Linked DNA regions of Canis lupus: all the other regions are linked to region 2. The links are chromatin contacts, called in public Hi-C maps. All regions are on one chromosome and are shown on one strand. Each heading gives the region's core, a stretch centred on a gene start, on an enhancer-like site or on the middle of the called end of the contact. The rest is flanking DNA. Distances are from core to core; before and after follow the strand shown.

What was found. A called contact is a pair of places that touch in the nucleus more often than the background predicts.
Region 1: a Hi-C map of blood shows a contact between it and region 2, with 4 times the contacts expected there. The contact joins the promoter of DNM1L here to the promoter of ETFBKMT in region 2. A contact is called at or near these places in 2 of 9 Hi-C or Micro-C datasets (both in blood).
Region 3: a contact with region 2 is called in a Hi-C map of skin fibroblasts, with 2.5 times the contacts expected there. The contact joins the enhancer-like site here to the promoter of ETFBKMT in region 2. A contact is called at or near these places in 4 of 9 Hi-C or Micro-C datasets (amygdala, blood, liver and 1 more).

What each region holds. Positions count from the first base shown.
Region 1 is chr27:30,359,863-30,362,562 of UU_Cfam_GSD_1.0, forward strand. It overlaps DNM1L (dynamin-1-like protein), which reads left to right and starts at 1,395. Exons shown (of 19, transcript XM_038577238.1): 1 at 1,395-1,634. The coding sequence starts at 1,418.
Region 2 is chr27:29,459,322-29,462,027 of UU_Cfam_GSD_1.0, forward strand. ETFBKMT (electron transfer flavoprotein beta subunit lysine methyltransferase) reads left to right here and starts at 1,317. Exons shown (of 3, transcript XM_038577206.1): 1 at 1,317-1,584. The coding sequence starts at 1,394. It overlaps LOC106557923 (a long non-coding RNA gene), which reads right to left and starts at 1,391. Exons shown (of 4, transcript XR_005380012.1): 1 at 1-1,391.
Region 3 is chr27:30,036,037-30,038,952 of UU_Cfam_GSD_1.0, forward strand. BICD1 (protein bicaudal D homolog 1) reads left to right here. Exons shown (of 10, transcript XM_038577222.1): 4 at 2,427-2,852. Among named protein-coding and RNA genes, the nearest start is that of FGD4, 72 kb to the right of the region's middle. Within about 2 kb of position 1,510, at least 2 of the 20 cell types and tissues checked have an H3K27ac peak or open chromatin away from gene starts, as enhancers often do.

The DNA of each region.
Region 1 (2,700 bases), core at 145-2,644, 900 kb after region 2:
TTGAGAGAGAGAGAGAGAGAGAGAGAGAGAGAGAGAGAGCAGGAACTGGGGGAGGGGCAGAGGGAGAAGCCAACTCTTGGCTGAACAGGGAGCCCCACTGGGCCTCCATCCCAGGTCCCCAGGATCATGACCTCAGCCCAAGGCAGGTGCTTTACGGACTGCACCACCCAGGCACACCTCTTATCAACTACTTTAGATCTTTGCTCAAATGTCACCTTTTTTATTTATTTATTTTTTTTTTGAGATAAATCTTTGGAGGTTTGGAGTAGAGGAGAGGTATCTGTCTAAAAAGAAAGGCAGGGATCCGTGGGTGGCTCAGCGGTTTAGCACCTGCCTATGACCAGGGCGTGATCCTGGAGTCCGAAGATCAAGTCCCACGACGGGCTCCCTGCATGGAGCCTGCTTCTCTCTCTGTCTCTGTGTGTCTCTCATGAATAAATAAAATCTTTAAAAAAATAAAGAATAGGGGATCCCTGGGTGGCGCAGCGGTTTGGCGCCTGCCTTTGGCCCAGGGCGCGATCCTGGAGACCCGAGATCGAATCCCACGTCGGGCTCCCGGTGCATGGAGCCTGCTTCTCCCTCTGCCTGTGTCTCTGCCTCTCTCTCTCTCTCTCTGTGACTATCATAAATAATAAATAAATAAATAAATAAAATAAAAAAAATAAAGAATATAAAAAGGCAAATTTTGACTACTACCGTAGGTGCACTTAGCCAAAAAAAAAAAAAAAAAGCAAGGCAGTTCTCAGATCGATTTCCACTTTGCCAGGAGTCAGGGCAAAATAACATTTTATACAGAATATAGAGAACAAGGGCTTAGCCCTTTCCCTCCAAAAACTCTTCACCTAAGATTCTTTCTGAACATGCTATTTTGAAGACGTTTTCACAAAAATCTTGGGAGAACCCGCGTGTTCTAACTGGGACCGACGTTCTGTTTGTTTTGCTTTGTTTTGCAAAATAGCCGCGCACGCCCTCTGCAGAATCAGCCTCCACACCCCGAGCACCTGGTTGGGGCGCCAGAGGCGACGAGCTATTCCTTTAAGTCTCTTCAACCCGTCCCTGTTAAGCAAGCTTCTGCATAAGGAAATGGCATCTTGGATCATCAGGATACTCCGCTGTACTTAACACATATTCCCTTCCGGCATTTTCACCCTCGTTGCGCCCCGCAAATGGGCGTAAGTGGGTCTCTTCCTTCCCACCCTCGCGGCCTGGCTCCCCAGCCTTCCGACACGAGCCCGCGCAGCCGGCCTTCCCAGCTCCTCCTTCCGCCCGGCGCCGCACAGCCTTCTGGAAGCCGTAGGCCCCCCGCGGTCCTCCACCCCCCCCAGAACTACAACTCCCGGCAGACTTTGCTCCTCTCCACCTTCCTCTTAGCGCACGGCCCGCCGGGAGGGGGCAGGTAGCGGGCGGGCGGGGTCCAATGGGTGCCGGCTCCCGAGGAGAGGGCGGAGGAGAGGAGGAAGGAGGCGGACTCTGGGCCCCGGCCCCATTCATTGCCGCGGCCGGCCGGGCGAGGGTCCCGCGTTCTCGGAGTCATGGAGGCGCTAATTCCTGTTATCAACAAGCTCCAGGATGTCTTCAACACGGTGGGCGCCGACATCATCCAGCTGCCTCAGATCGTCGTGGTGGGGACGCAGGTAAGCGACGAGGGCGGTGTCCGCTCAGGCCGGAGCCCCGGCGCGGGCCCGGTGGGGGGCTCGCGGCGGCGCCCGCTCCCGGCTGGCCTTTGCGGCCTTTGCGGCCTTTGCTGGGGGCGCCGGGGCTCCCCGGGCTCGGCCGCGCCTCTCCGCCTGGGGCTGCGTTGCTCGGGGCCTGGGAATCCGGGCCCGGTCGGGAGGCGAGGGGCGGAGCCGGCGCGGCGGGCCCCGCGGGTCTCGGGGGCGGGCTGGGGGAGGGACCCGCCGGCGGGCGGAACTGGAGCCCGTGGGGACCGGGCGCGGCTGGGCCGGCGGGCGGCTGCTTGCAAGGGCAGCTGGGGGACGCGCGGGGCACGCGGGGCCACCCTGGGCTCGTGGTGGGCCAGCTGGCCCTCCTCGGGTAGTTTTAGGGAGCGTGGCTTTTTTTATTCCTCTCCTTGGCTTGCTCCGGGGATGCGGAGTCAGTTTTGGAGCGGCCGGGTCGGGGCCGAGAAGGCCGCAGCTGTCTGACAACCTGAGTGTTTGCCTGCAGTGCGATCCCTTCAGGGTTCGAGATCGCCGAAGCAATTACAAAAAAAAAAAAAAACAAAAAACAAAACCCAAAAAGCAAAAGGAGCCCTCCAAAACAAACAAACAAACAAACAAACAAACAGAAACATCTCCCTCGAAACCACCTGTACTTGGGAAGGAATAACCAGTTTTAATGCATAGACTGTGGTTTTTGTATTCCATCCAAATTGGGCATCAAGGTTCTCAGGTCTTTTCGTTTTTGGGTCTCCTAGATAACATCGTATTTAATAGGCAGAAATGTCGAAGAAATAAATTATTTCTAGAGTGACAGAGAAGTAGTACAAGTTTCATTTTTTCTGCCTGCTGTGTTTCTTGGTTTAAGAATCCTAGGACTTTTTTTTTAAGCGTTCAGAGAAACACATTATAGAGATTACTTGATATATTGATTTTAAGTGTTTTCATTTCTTAATCTATTCGGTTGAGAAGGGGACGGTTTACTCATTTTCTATTGCTGTATCTTGCTACAGCATTTTAGAGTATAAATATTACGAGAGGG
Region 2 (2,706 bases), core at 67-2,566:
CAATTGCAGATTCAGGTGCAGAAACCCGATTTGCCTGTTCCTTACTGGAGGTCAATTTTCTTTCTCCTTTGACACCCCAGAGAGGGTTTTCAGGGTCAGGTACGGAGGCGAGTGGAGTTTGGAATAGGTGGAGGGTTGCAAGATGGACACGTGGGTCCAGAACTTGAGTGATAAAGGTTGCAAACAGATTTATAGTGTATATCTATGAAAATTAGAAAAGAGAGGACGTCCTTCGGGATTTAAGCTGTCACGGAGGGCTTACGGTGCGTCTGGGTTGCTCCGCGCTGCATGCCTGGTGCCCAGGTGTGCGTAGGGGCTGTGGAGGAATTGCCCCGAGAGGTGCCACTTTGGCTTGTGGATCTTTTTTTTTTTTTTCATATGTGTGTGTGTGGATTATTTGGCTTGTGGATCATTTCTTTTCTTTCTTTTTCTTTTTCTTTTTCTTTTTTCTTTTCTTTCTTTCTTTTTTTTTTTTTTTTTGTTTTGTTTTTTGTGGATTATTTCTGAGCTGAAAACCATCAAGGTATAAAAGACTCAGGGAGAAACTGGCCTCCTCCAACTGCTTAAAAGAATTTAAACATGGGACGCCTGGGTGGCTCAGCGGAGGAGCACCTGCCCTCGGCCCAGGGCGTGATCCTGGGGTCCCGGGATCGAGTCCCACGTCGGGCTCCCTGCATGGAGCCTGCTTCTCCCTCTGCCTGTGTCTCTGCCTCTCTCTGTGTCTCTTAATAAAAATAAAAAAAATAAAAAATTTCAACAGAGGACCTGCTCCAGAAGAGATCTCTCACCATAGGTAACTGCAGTACCGTGGGACGCAGGTGAGACAGGTAGGAGTTTAGCAAAGTCTGACGATCGCTCTCGCCATCCCCTTGCTTCTGTGCGGCCCAGCACACATTTACTCCTTGTCGTCTTCTGTGAATTACTCTCCTTCCCTTTGAAGAGCCCAACTCCCTTCACCTTAGCTCAGGATGACACCCAGAGCTCCTCGCCCCTTCTGTCTCCGCACTGGCGTCCCCCCAGGCACAACATGCAACTCGGGGTTGTTCTGCGGATGTGTTTAAGGCCAATGTAATTCTGCGAGCAGCTGGAAGCAGCTTTGTAGGGTGGAGGAAGGGAAGAGCAACGCTGCCCCGTCTCCAAGGCGTGGCTGGCACAGAGCAGACGCTCCACAGTTTGACTGGATTTCGCAGGAACCGGAGCTCGGGGTCCCTCCCTCGCTGAGCGACCTCAGGTGCCCCGCTCCTCCTCGGGAGGCCCGGCCCCTTTAAGAAAGGTTGGCAAAGGCGGAGAGGCTGCTGGGAAGGGGGGCGGGACCCGCGCTCCGCGCTCCGCACTGGGAGCCCAGCGTCCGCCTCCCCGCGGGGCCGCCGCGCGCCGGGTGCGGCTCTAAAGCATGCCGGGAAAGACGCTCAAAGGCGAGGGCTTAGCTTCCCCGCGCGCTCATAGCCCAGCCTGGGAAGGACAAAAGGACTGCGCCTGCGCCTTTAAGGCGGACTCCCGTTCTCGGAGGGAAATAACGTGGTCACGGACGCGTTTGGAGCTTCCCCCTTTTAACCCGTCCTCTCTCCTCAACAAGGAACGCAGGTACCGACCGAGTGTGCCGCGCCCAGTCCCGGGTTCCCAGAGGATGCTTCACGGGGGCGGGGAGGCGCCGCGCTAGCCCGCGGGGTGTCCCGAACCACAATCCTCTTTGCTGTGTTTTAAAAAAACATTTCAATTAATTATTTATTTTTACTTATTCATGAGAGAGAGAGAGAGAGGCAGAGGGAGAAGCAGGCTCCATGCGGGGAGCCCGACGTGGGCCTCGATCCCGCGACCCGGGATCCCGCCCTGGGCCACCCGGGCGTCCCTGCTGTGGTTTTGGTTTTGGTTTTACGGATTTTATTTATGCCTGCGCCTCTCATGAATAAATACATAAAATCTTTAGAAAAAAAATAAGGGTTTTATTTGAGAGCGAGCACTGTGTGGGGAGGGGCAGAGATGGAGGGAGCAGCCGAGTCCCCACTGCATAGGGAACCCCTATGGGACTTGATCCCGGGACCCCGGGACCCCGGGGTCATAACCTGAGCCAGACGCAAACGCTCAACAGCCTGAGCCGCCCAGGCACCCGCTCCGCTGTGTTTTTAAGCTTAGGCCTCGGCCCTGAAGGGCAGACCCAGCACTTCCTAACGGGATCAGTCCAGTGAGAGAAGCGAGGCTGTCGGAGACCCTGGGGTCCCGGGGCGTGGTGGGGGGTGACACCCACTGAGAATCTAGCCCGAGCTCACACACAGGTGGCCTGACGGGCATTTCGCCTGCCTTGTGTTCTGATATATTTATATATATGAATTAAATGTATTAATATACTAAATATATAATACATAATCTTTATGTCACATTTAATTTAAATATATATTAAATATTAAATATATATTAACATGTAATTTAATCATATATATACTATATTAATACATCAAATATATATTAATTTAAATTAAATATATTGTATAATATACTATAATACATATAATGTATTATAATGTATATATTATATAATCATATAATTTAATTATATAATTATATAATATGTGATAATATATATTGACACAATATATAATTATAATACATATTTAAAGATTTTATCTATTTATTCATGAGAGACACACAGAGACGCAGGCAGAGGGAAAAGCAGGCTCCACGCAGGGAGCCCGACGTGGGACTTGATCC
Region 3 (2,916 bases), core at 260-2,759, 580 kb after region 2:
CTTACTTATTTATTTATATAGATTTATTTATTTGAGAGAGGGAGACAGAGAGAGAGCAGGGTGAGGGGCAAAAGGAGAGAGAATCCACAACTAGACTCCCCACTGAGTGTAGAGCCCAGCATGGGGCTTGATTCTAGAACCCTCAGATCATGACCTGAGCCAAAATCAAGAGTCAGCTGTTTTAACTAACTGAGGCGCCCAGGTGGTCCTCTCACCCTTAACTGACCATAAGGCTACACAGGGTAAAGTCAGGTAAAGTCAACATTCTTCACCTCCCTTGGAAGTGTCATGTGATTAGTACCAGTCAGTGGGATTTAAGAAGTGATATGGGCACCTTTTGAGACATATTCTTAAAGAGAAGGAGTGTGCCCCTTACTTTGGCCCACTGCTTGAGACATGATCAAGCCACCTTAGATCATATGGACCAGAGTAGGAGGCAGTGCAATATGATAGAAGAAGCCTGGTTCCTGGATGACCTCATGCAGCTGAGAATCCTGCTGGCCCTTGACTGTATCTCCATAGTGTTACATGAGAAAGAACCAAGCTTCTATCTAGATTAAATTACACTTATCTAGGTCTCTGTTACATCAGCCAACCCTCCATCTGACCTAAACCTGTATCAAAAACTGTTATCCTGGGCAACCCTGGTGGCTCAGCGGTTTAGGGCTGCCTTTGGCCCAGGGTGTGATCCTGGAGTAGTCCCCTGCAGGGAGCCTGCTTTTCCCTCTGCCTGTGTCTCTGCCTCTCTCTCTCTGTCTGTCTCTCATGAATAAATAAATCTTAAAAAAAAAAAAAAAAAAAAACCTGTTATCCTAACCTTTGCAAGATAATCCATTGCACTGAGGTTATGTGAAGAAGGGGGATGGGGTGGGGAGTGGAATATAAAAAGATGAAAATGGTAATGGTCCATGATCCTTATTCTTTCATTTTTAAAAATATTTCTTGGAGTGCCTGGGTGGCTTAGTTGGTTAAGCATCTGCCTTCAGCTCAGGTCATGATCTCTGAGTCCTGGGATTGAGCCTTGCCTCTGGCTCCCTGCTCAGTGGGGATTCTGCTTCTGCCCCTCCTCTGCTCATGCATGCTCAATCTCTCTCTCTCTCTCAAATAAATAAATAAATAAAATCTAAATACATAAATAAATAATAAAATATTTCTTGAAAAACAAATTTGAATATAAACAGTAAAATAAATGTACAACAAAGCACATAGTTTATATTAGTATCTAATATCTATTATATTACCTTTTCTAGTTTATTTTTTCATTCATAATAGCAAACATTTGTTGAAGAGCAGAATTCAGTTGAAATACTATGACAGTATATTGAAGCACTGAGGGACACTTGGGTGCATAACAAGTATTTGTTTCTTCTGAGGAGACTTCAGTATAGTTGTGGAGATAAAATAGTTATTAAAAAGTAGCATGTAATTAGTGCCATGGACAAGGCCTCAAAGAAGGCCTGTCGGTGTAGAGACCTCTTTCCCTTTGGGGCTTTCATGACCAATAGTGTGTTTACACAGGCTATTTGGTTCTCAATTTAAAGGAATATTACAGGGCAGCCTTGGTGGCTCAGCAGTTTAGGCCACGGTTTAGCGTTGCCTTCAGGCCAGGGCCTGATCCTGGAGACCCGGGATTGAGTCCCATGTTGGGCTCCCTGTGTGGAGCCTGCTTCTCTGTCTGCCCATGTCGCTGCCTCTCTCTGTCTCTCTCTCTCTTTCTCTGTGTCTCTCATGAATAAATAAAATCTTAAAAATAAAGGAATATTACATTGATGACAATATATGTTTTTTTATTATCAGATAATCAATCAGTACTGTTATTCCAGATTAAGCACATAAAATTTTTCTTTGAAAAAAAAAAAATTTTTTCTTTGCTTCATTTTACTCTCAAACATAATTTGAGATTAAATTCTTATTATGATCTTTTAGGTTATTTATCTTTAAATATAAAAATTTTCTCATCATAGGACAGAGTAATAGTGATGATAAGATATTTTCTAGGTTGTAAATATTCCAATACTTATTTTTTTTATTCCTGTTTTTTTTTTAAGGCAAACAGTGCCCCCTTTTGGCCATTGGTCCTCATAAAAAGAAATTCTAAGACCCCTTTTTCATCTCTACGAAGAATTTAGTTTACATATATGAATTATATAAAACTATTTATAAATTATATATTAGTTATATAATAATACATTATAAATTATATGTAATTTCCAAAGAAACCATCCTATGTTACCTTAAGAGTATATATACTGTGTGCTTTTTTTTTTTTTTAGTTAACATACAGTGTTATATTAGTTTCAGGTATACAATAAAAGTAGTGTAACATTTCAATTTTTTAAACAATTAGGTCTGCTAGAGTGGTTAATGGCAGTTTTGTAAGACCCAAATTTTAGTTTTATGAATCTTCTTTATCCTATCTAATTCAGGTTGAATATGAAGGCTTAAAGCATGAGATTAAGCGATTTGAGGAGGAAACTGTGCTATTAAACAGCCAACTGGAAGATGCCATCCGGTTGAAAGAAATCGCGGAGCATCAACTGGAAGAAGCCCTTGAGACCTTAAAAAATGAGAGGGAGCAAAAGAACATCCTGCGGAAGGAGCTCTCCCAGTACATCACCCTCAATGATAACCATATCAGCATCTCTGTAGATGGCCTCAAGTTCACAGAGGATGCCAGTGAACCAAACAATGATGACAAAATGAATGGGCATATCCATGGGCCCCTTGTGAAACTGAATGGAGACTATCGGACTCCCACTTTAAGGAAAGGAGAGTCTCTACACCCTGTTTCTGACTTATTCAGTGAGCTGAACATTTCAGAAATACAGAAGTTGAAGCAGCAACTAATGCAGGTAAGATCTCTTTTAGGGCTGTTAGAGTGGATTTCTTGTAGACTGCATGTCATCTGTTTTGGGA